Regions from separate parts of the Sus scrofa genome. Here region 1 is linked to region 2. A link is a contact called in public Hi-C data. All regions are on one chromosome and are shown on one strand. Each heading gives the region's core, a stretch centred on a gene start, on an enhancer-like site or on the middle of the called end of the contact. The rest is flanking DNA. Distances are from core to core; before and after follow the strand shown. Region 1 holds the start of ARPP19 (cAMP regulated phosphoprotein 19). Region 2 overlaps FAM214A (protein FAM214A).

Region 1 (4,268 bases), core at 1,515-4,014, 100 kb before region 2:
CATAGCTGTTGGCCAATGCCACAGCCCAAGCCACAACAACTCCAGATCCAGGCGGTGTCTGCGACCTATACAGCAGCTCATGGATCCTGAACCCACTGAGCAAGGCTAGGGATCAAACCCACACCCTCATGGATAATAGTCAGATCTGCTGCACCACAATGGGAACTCCCAAATTAAAAAATTTAGACTGTTTTTTGTTTGTATTTAGTTTGATTTAGTTTTATGAGTTTAGGGTTTTGTTTTGTTTTGTTTGGCCATGCCTGCAGGAAGTTCCCAGAAGGGATCAAACCAGTGCCACGACACTGACAATGCCAGATCCTTAATCTACTAATCCACTAGGGAACTCCAGTTTGTTTTAATTTTAGAGTGGTCTAAGAAATAGGAGTTCATACTTATTTTTACATTGGCAATATCTAATAAAAAATTGTGGGCCTATACAGTTTTAAGGGTGCACACTAGGTAAATATAAACAGTGACTTAGCTCTTACTCCATTCTGGGCTCATCTCTTAACCTTACCTTTTCAGAGGCAATAGGCTAATGCACCATAAAACTATAAAAACATTTTAGCTGAATATTATGGCTTTAACTGAAAGGTCAATTGGGTACAGAGACAATAATCTAATTTTTTTTAGGTCATCTAACTATTCTTCCAAACAGAAGAAAACAGGTGATTTGGCCCACAGGAACAGAGAAGTGACTGTGCACATTTTCCTCATGTTTAGGGATGGGTATCTATGCTACAGGCATTTAACACCTACAGCCAATCCTTAATTCAAGAAGGGACATAATATTACTAACTCACTGTGGTATTGATGACAGCAGCCTTAAAATCAAAGTACTTGAAATAAATTTTTAATGTAGACACTCAGAGAAAACACTCCAGATAGACTTCATCTTGAGAAATAAAGTATTAGGCTGTCCCTAGTGAAAGCATTTACAATGCAGAAGTCAAGACTCTATGCTTTGGCAACATACTAACAAACCTTGTAAGGAAAAGTTACATAGCACATTATTGTACATCAGAAGTGAAAACTGAGATCCATTTTAGTGTTTAGGACAAGACACCACAGACCTGAATTTGTTGTTTTTCCTGGGTTCCTAAATCCTAAGGTATAATGAACCCTATGATAAATACTTTATAATACATAATACTTATTAGTTATGCCTGTAATCCTTAAATTACACACACGCACACACACACACACACTGCCCCCAAAGTTCGCTTTTCAGCAAAGTGCAAAAGATATCCAACATAGCTTCTATGGAATATTTCCAAATAATGTAGTGACTTGGCCTACTATTTATGCTATTGCTTTTTTCTCCAGAAACTTTACAAGTAATATCCTAATAGAACCATTCAATTCAGGAAAAGTTAACATGGTAAAGAACACATGGAGTGGATTTAGACCACTAACCAAATTTCCAGCCTAGTTAAGAACATGGGTGTAACCTTAACCAGAAACCCTTACAAAATCCAAGTATCAGAACAAATCTTATTTATGATAATAATTCTGATTCTTTAAGAAAGTGGACTACTACATATAAAGTGAATAACAAGGACCTACTGTATAACACAGGTAACTCTACTCAATATTCTATAATAACCTATACGGGTAAAGAATCTGAAAAATAATGGACATATAGATATGTATAGCCGATTCACTTTGCTATACACCTGAAACACAACATTGTAAATCAACTATAAATTAAAATTTCATTAAATTTCAGTAAAATTTCATTAAAAAATTTTTTTAAAGTGTTGGTGGTGAGTTCACCATAAACAATTTAGGAAAGACGATACAATGGACCTTTGGAGACCAGCCCCAAGTACCCAGGAAGGCAGGGCAGCAGAAATAATTACGGTGGAAGAGAACACTAGCCTAGACAATTATAAAGCCTTTATATTCGTAATATGACTCATGCTGATCCGTGGCCTATCTCCTTACATCAGCAAGTTATTATAAGTGAGTTTACAGTATGTTCCGCTGTCTCCACGAAAGACATGAACGGTTAGTAAAAAAAATTTTTAATTTCAACCTTTCGATTTTTTTTCCAAGTACCATAATGAGAACAGCTGTGGCTCACATTTCTGAGCACACGCTGCTCCAAAGCTCTAAGTTCCTCACCTCATTCAAGCCTCAAAACGACCCTATCAAACAAGGGCTATTTTTCTTACTTTACAAACGAAAGGGCTGAGGCCAGAAGAGCTTAGCAGCTGACCAGGGCTACACCGCCAACAATGAAAGACTGGACATGAAATTCCAACCCAGGTCTAACTCAGCGCCCAAACACGAGGTACCGCCTCAGGAGTTAAGAGCACGAAGACAATACAAGTAGTTGGAGAGTTAGTTCTTGGAGTAAAAAATAAGGTTCCTGACCCAAGTGCAGGCCGGAAAAACCTGGGCGCAGCGTTAAGGACCGAGTCCCGGGTGCTCACATTCAGTGGAGGGATTAAGGAAAAATGGGACACACCCCAGGAGAAAGGCACATTTCAGCCAGGACAAGGAGAACATTCCAACTCGCACCACGTCGGCGCTAACTACCAAAGCTCCTGCGGGCGCCGGGGCCGGGCGTGTCTGACCTTCCCAGACACGGGGGGTGGGCACACCGGCCGCGCCCCTCCGCTCATGGTCGGAGCAGGCCGCCGCCAGACCCGCCCTGGACATCGACCGCCTTGGGCCTTCTGGGCCCCAGGGTCCGCTCCCCGCGCACACTCACCTTCTGCTCCTCCGCGGAGGCTGCCTCGGGGACTTCCGCGGACATCCTGCTCCCTCTGCGGACGAGACACCGGGAAAAGAAGTGATTACCGGGTGGCCGAGGCCGCCCGGCCGCTGCGCCGCCTCAGGCCCGCCGGCCCCGTTCCCCAAGCGCCCACCCGGGCAGCCTCCGCCCGCAAAAATGGCCGCCACCTTATGACGACACGCAGCCCGGCTGCGCCTGCCGGGCAGCCACTGCGGCCCGCCACCCCGCCGCCCCGCCGCCCCTCCCGCACCGCTCCGGTGCCTACCTTACCCCGCTTCTCCGGCTCTGCGACTCCCAAGCACTTCCTTCTTTCCTTCAAAGGTCGCGGCTCGCGCCTCACCTCACTTCCGCCCGCCAACTGCTTCCAGGGAGTTGTAGTTCTTAAGTGGAGCCGCTTCTCACCGCCTTTGCCTGCCAGCTCTGTCTTTGGACTCCAGCTTTCCCGAACTAGTCTAGTACCGTTCTCCTCCTCGCTTTCCCGTTGCGGCTACACAGACTTTCTTCTGGGCGGCCCAAAGCTTTGTGCTCCCCAAGTCTCTCCCCACTCCGCTTCGCTTATTTAACCTTCTTTATCTTTCACATCCCCAGTCCTACGTCATCGTCTCAGGCGGTTCCTGAGCCCCTTTTCTAAGTAATACCCATCTTTTAAGTGTTCTCACATCTCTGTATAGTTCCTCAACAATCCACAGTGTTATCTATCATTAGACAGTATTTGTTGTGACTACTTTATTGATGTCACTTTTCCTGTCCGATAAGCCACCTTGGAACAGGGACCTCGTCCATATTTACTTATATTTTGTTCCAAGAGCCCAGCAATTCCTAACCAGTCAATAAATATCTGATGAAGGAATTCAGCTTCCATTCATTTGTCAACTCTCCGGGGTCCACTCCCACAACGTTACTGAAACGGCTGGCACCAGACTCTTCCAATGACTTTCTCAATTGCCAAATCCGTTGGCTTCACATTTAATCGTTATTCTGTTTGTCCTGTGAATAGCTACTGGCAATACATGGTGGTTCCAATTAAGTATATCTCAGAAACTTGGAGAAACTTGGATTGCCCTCTAAGAGTTAAACTAGTAAAAAGCAACAGATAGTGTGGATGCAATTCTGGGGAAATTTGGAAACCATCAAAATTCAACCAGGGTGTCCTGGGTAGAATCTCAGTCAGGAAGAATTGCAACTTAGAAAACAAAAAGTGCACTCCTTTTGGAGAAGGAAAAGAAGGCATTTGTCAGGCAACAAAATATTTAAAATACAAGAGTTCAAGAGACTGAGACTCTTTGACCAGGATATCCTTTCAGAGTGACTTAGGCTGGGCAGCAGAGAAATTTTTATAAGACCAATTAAATATTTGTTCTCATTTCATACAAAGTAACCTACTGAAAATTTGCCTTTCCTTTATGCAAACCTGCAGGGAGAAAGGAGAATGCCCTAGATAGACTAACTGAAGCATCTAACAGGTTTTTTTTGTTTTTTGTTTTGTCTTTTTTTAGGGCCGCACCCAAAGCATATGGAGGTTCCC
Region 2 (4,756 bases), core at 634-3,133:
CACAAGGAACTATGTCCAGTCTCTTGGGATGGACCATGATGGAAGATAATATAGGAGGGGGAATATATATGTATGTGTATGACTGGGTCACTTTGCTGTACAGCAGAAATTGGCACAATAGGGGTTCCCACTGTGGGCACAATGGGATAAGCAGCACCTTGGGAGCTCTGGGTCGCAGGTTCAATCCCCAGCCCAGTAGACTGGGTTAAGGATCCAGAGTTGCTGTGGCTGTGGCTTAAGATCCTAACTGTGGCTCGGATCTGATCCCTGGCCTGGGAACTCCACTTACCTTGGGGCAGCCAAAAGTAAAAAAGAAAAGAAAAAGAAATTGGCACAACTTTGTAAATCAACTATACTTTAATAAAATAAATAAAACACAACCTCCTTTAAGTTAAGTTATGGGCAAATACACACACACACACACACACACACACACACACACATTTTTTGGCCACGCCCAGGCCAGAGATTGAACGCGTGCCATAGCAGTGACAATAGCAGATCCTTAGGTGCTAGGCCACCAGGGAACTCAGTAAATCTATTTTTTAAAAATTAGGTATAGAACTTCCTTGGTGGCTCAGCAGGTTAAGGATCTGGCAATGCCACTGCTATGGCACAGGTTTGATCCCTGGCCTGGGAACATCTACATAACATGGATGCAGCCAAAACAAAAGAAAATGAAACCCAAAAAAAACCAACAACAACAACAACAAAAAACTAGGTATAAAGTTGTAATAGCCCAACAGTCAATAAAGCAAACAAATCCCTAAAATAGGAGAATTTCAGTTGGTATCATTAAAAAATAAATGCTAATCATCTGTTTCTATTCCTTTTTGCTCTATAAATATTGGGATATACAAGTGATTCATTCATTCTTTCAACAAGTATATATTAAGTACCTGATATATACCTAACATGTATGAGGTTTTGTGCCAGGTGATGGAAACACAGCTATGAACAAAAGACAAGGTTCCTGACCTCAGGGAACTTAAAATCTAGTTGCAGAGACAGACAATAAACAAAGAAAAAAGTTACAAAATGTAGTTAAATGCTATAAAGGAAACAGACTGCTGAGGCACAAAACAACAGAGGATACTAATTTAATAAATAATAATAGCAGCTAAAATTAACTGAGCACTTAAGACAGAGAATGATCCTCTGAAAAGTGATATTTAAGCCAAGATCAGAAGAATGATCTACCCATGTGATGATTGGGGAGAAAGGTTTTTCAGGCAGAAGAAATAGTGCACACAAGGAGGTGAATGGTAATCAAAAACCTAAAAGTGGCCAATAGGACTGGGCATGCTGAACAAAGGGAAAAAATACAATAGGGCTTATTATCATTTTACTGGATTAGTTTCTTTTACATAGAAATCTCAACTTAGGTTATTACTAGGTCTGTCTTTGTATTACACATGGATTAATGTCTAATATTTTCTCTAGCTACTGGCATTTTTACCAGTCCAACCTGTTTCAGTTTATTATGAAAGTCTTACACAATTCATGTCAGATCTTTACTCATTTGAGCAAAGACAGAATTAACTGACAAACTGACTTTGGTTTACCCAACTGAGAAAGAAATACTGTTTCCCAGGACTTTTTGATTTTGCTTTCTCATTAAAAAAAAAAAAAAAAAAAAAAGTCAGTGTTAAGTTAGAATTCTAAGTTTTACATTCCTTTAGTCTTTAAAACACTCAGCCTTAAATGGGGGGAAAACATTACCATAATTAGATGCAAAGTTAAGAAGGGCAAAAGAATAAATGAATATAAATATTCTACATTTAACATTTTTTTCCATGCCTATTCACAATGTAGACTACTCAGGCCCCATGAGTTTCTTCACTTTTTGAAAAGGAAATCAGCTTTTGAGTCATTCTCCCTATGTACACATTAGCCTCACAATTCTGCCTTCCAATTATCTTTTTTCTCATCCTTCAAAGAAACGACAATGTTCTGTCCACTGAATCATTTCCTTCTTACTGGATGACAGGCAAAAACATAGGGAACCTCTGTGTCAATCCCTTTAGTATCCAAATCTTAGAAGTTGTTATCAAGCCAGCAATTATTTGACAGCTACTGATGTGTCAAGATCCATCAATGTAAATGGGTGAAAGACCAACAGTAGTCATTTTTTGACTTGAGATCACAGTGAATATACAAAACACGTACAGCTGAATTAGCCCCTTTCTTTTGTGCTCCCCAGCTTTCCCTAAATGACTGACTTCTTAATTAGAACACATCCAACAGTAACAAGAGCAGTTCACATTTGAATGCTTACTCTATGCCGGCCATATTTCTAAGCACATTACATACACTAACTTATGTAATCCTCAAAATAAGGTAAGGTACTATCACTTCCACCATTAAAAAAATGGAGAAGGTGAGCCAAAAATAAGATACATAGTTTTCCAAGATCATAATACTCAGCCAATCTGTTTTCCATTTTCCTCAAGCTTATTTTTAAACCAGTTTGGTCCCACTATCTCATAAATTTTAATGTAACTTGCTCCTACCAGTCAGAGGGTCTAGAGCATGTACTCAAGCTTACTTCAAATACGGGATAGCCCTCTTATTAGCTGTGTACCTTGGGTAAGCTACCAAATCTCTCCCTGTGACTTGGTTTCACTTGTCTATAAAATGGAAATAACAACAGGATCTAATTCCTTAAACTACTGTGATGATTAAATGAGTCATATATATGCATGGTGTGTGCATATACACACACAAACACAACTTGGAACAGTGCCTGGCACATAGTACATAGAAGTTAGCTGTTATTAGTACCACCACCTCCACCAGGGGAGTTTAGCAGAAGGCTGCTCTATTTAATCCAGTCAACACTTCTTTTCTTTTCCTCCAATATCTGTCATTTCTATTGTTTGATTTACATTAGCTAACAATAACTATTCTTAGCAAGCAAGCAATGCATCTAACTCTCATGCTAATTTTTTCCAGTCTTTACTCTTTCCTCCTATTTCAGCTGTCCAGAAAGAATTATTTGAGATTAAAATGGTTTGCTTTATATTCTAGGTAAGTTCATAAGCTACTGCAATACTAAGGCTAAAGCCTAAATTTGTAATATAATCAAAAAGAGAACAGAGGAGGGAGGTCTTAGTCCATTCACTCTTCTGTAACAAAATGCCATAAACTAGGTGGCTTAATAACAACAGAAATTTATTTCTTGCAGTATGGAGACTGGAAAGTCCAAGATCAAGACACTAGAAGATTTGGGTGTCTGCTAAGGACCAGCTTCCTCAATAGATAGCTGTCTTTTCATTACAACCTCAGATGGTGAAAGGGTAAGGGACCTTTCTTGGGTCTCTTTCATAAGGACACTAATGATATTCCTGAGGTCTTCGCCCTCATGACCTAATCACTTACTAAAGGCCCCCATCTCCTGCTACCATCATCTTGGTGCTTAAGGTTTCAACACGTAGATTTTGGGGGCACACAGATATTCAACCTATAGCAGAGGGAAAAAACTAAGACAACATTCTTCTCAGTTTTAATTTCAAAATATCAAATTGTTTGGTATTTTACTTGTGGAATAGATTTTACAATAATAGTTTTTAATTAAGAATAATAAATAACCTATGTGTTCAAGTGTGAATTGAAACACAGTATGTTTAAATTATTAATGTATTGAAGTTCTCACTGTGGTGTAGTGCATTAAGAATCCAACCATAGTAGCCCAGGCCTCTGCAGAGGAGGTGGTTTGATCCCCGGCCTTGCACACAGGATTAAAGGATGTGGCCTCGCCACAGTTGTGGTGTAGGTTGCAGCAGCAGCTCAGATTCAATTCCTGGCCCAAGAACTTCCATATACTGTGTATTGGGCCATTAAAAAAATTAAATTATTAATGTATTGATGATTTACTAGATGTTATAAGCCTTAACCTTTCATAACAGTTGATAAGCTCAGATAACATTCTTAGAAATGTCTGATGAGGAGTTCCCACTGTGGTTCAATGGGATTGGTGTCAACTCTGCAGTGCCAAGACACAAGGTGGATCCCAGGCCTGGCACAGCGGATTCAAGGATTCATTGCTGCCGCAGTTGCAGCATAGGTCACAGCTGTGGCTCAGATGTGACCCCAGGCCTGGGAACTCCATATGCCATGGAGAAGCCAGAAGAGTGGAAAAAAAAAAAAAGAAATTTCTGAGGAAAAAAACTTTTCTAACCAAAGTATAAAGCATAGAAAATTGACATTTATCTTTTAAATTAAAAAGATTTTGATTGATTGATTTTAATTTATTATGCTTTAATTTTTGTACAATACCATGAAAACTTAGGACTTCTGAAATCTTTGGGACTTTTGAAATCAAAACATAAGTTTATATTCTATTATTTTTAATAAATTTTAAGCCAGGGCCCTGTCACCGGGAAATTCTACACAGACCCTCTGTGTAGTCCGTCTGCAGAGGCATTTGTTGTCCAAAGCATTAGCCTGAAAACTCAGGTTTCTGGAGCACTGTCTCTGCCGAGGAACTGCATACACCTGAGGGCTGAGGCATGACCATCCGCCAAGGTGGGGAGGTATCCTTACAACTGCATGTAATTTTTCTTTATACTTGACTTTTTCTTGTTGCATGTTTTACAATGTATGCTAACCTATTGGTGGAATGGTATAGCGAAAGAATATGTAGATAAATACATTTGACACAACATTCTAAATCAACTATAATTTTAAAAATGAGAAAAAAATAAACAAATTTTAAGGAAAAAACACATCATGCATTCAAAAATATACAAAATTA

The links. Hi-C and Micro-C count contacts between places; a contact is called where the count stands out from the background.
Region 1: a contact with region 2 is called in a Hi-C map of alveolar macrophages, with 1.6 times the contacts expected there. The contact joins the promoter of ARPP19 here to the enhancer-like site in region 2. A contact is called at or near these places in 1 of 5 promoter capture datasets (liver), 6 of 47 Hi-C or Micro-C datasets (alveolar macrophages, embryonic fibroblasts, psoas muscle and 1 more) and 2 of 2 datasets of contacts at active chromatin or transcription factors (alveolar macrophages and skeletal muscle).

The regions. Positions count from the first base shown.
Region 1 is chr1:119,133,357-119,137,624 of Sscrofa11.1, reverse strand. ARPP19 (cAMP regulated phosphoprotein 19) reads right to left here and starts at 2,764. Exons shown (of 3, transcript NM_214175.1): 1 at 2,720-2,764. The coding sequence starts at 2,764.
Region 2 is chr1:119,028,393-119,033,148 of Sscrofa11.1, reverse strand. All of the region lies in intron 2 of FAM214A (protein FAM214A), which reads right to left. Among named protein-coding and RNA genes, the nearest start is that of FAM214A, 37 kb to the right of the region's middle. Within about 2 kb of position 1,883, at least 2 of the 83 cell types and tissues checked have an H3K27ac peak or open chromatin away from gene starts, as enhancers often do. A contact at or near this core is called in alveolar macrophages, where this site is marked.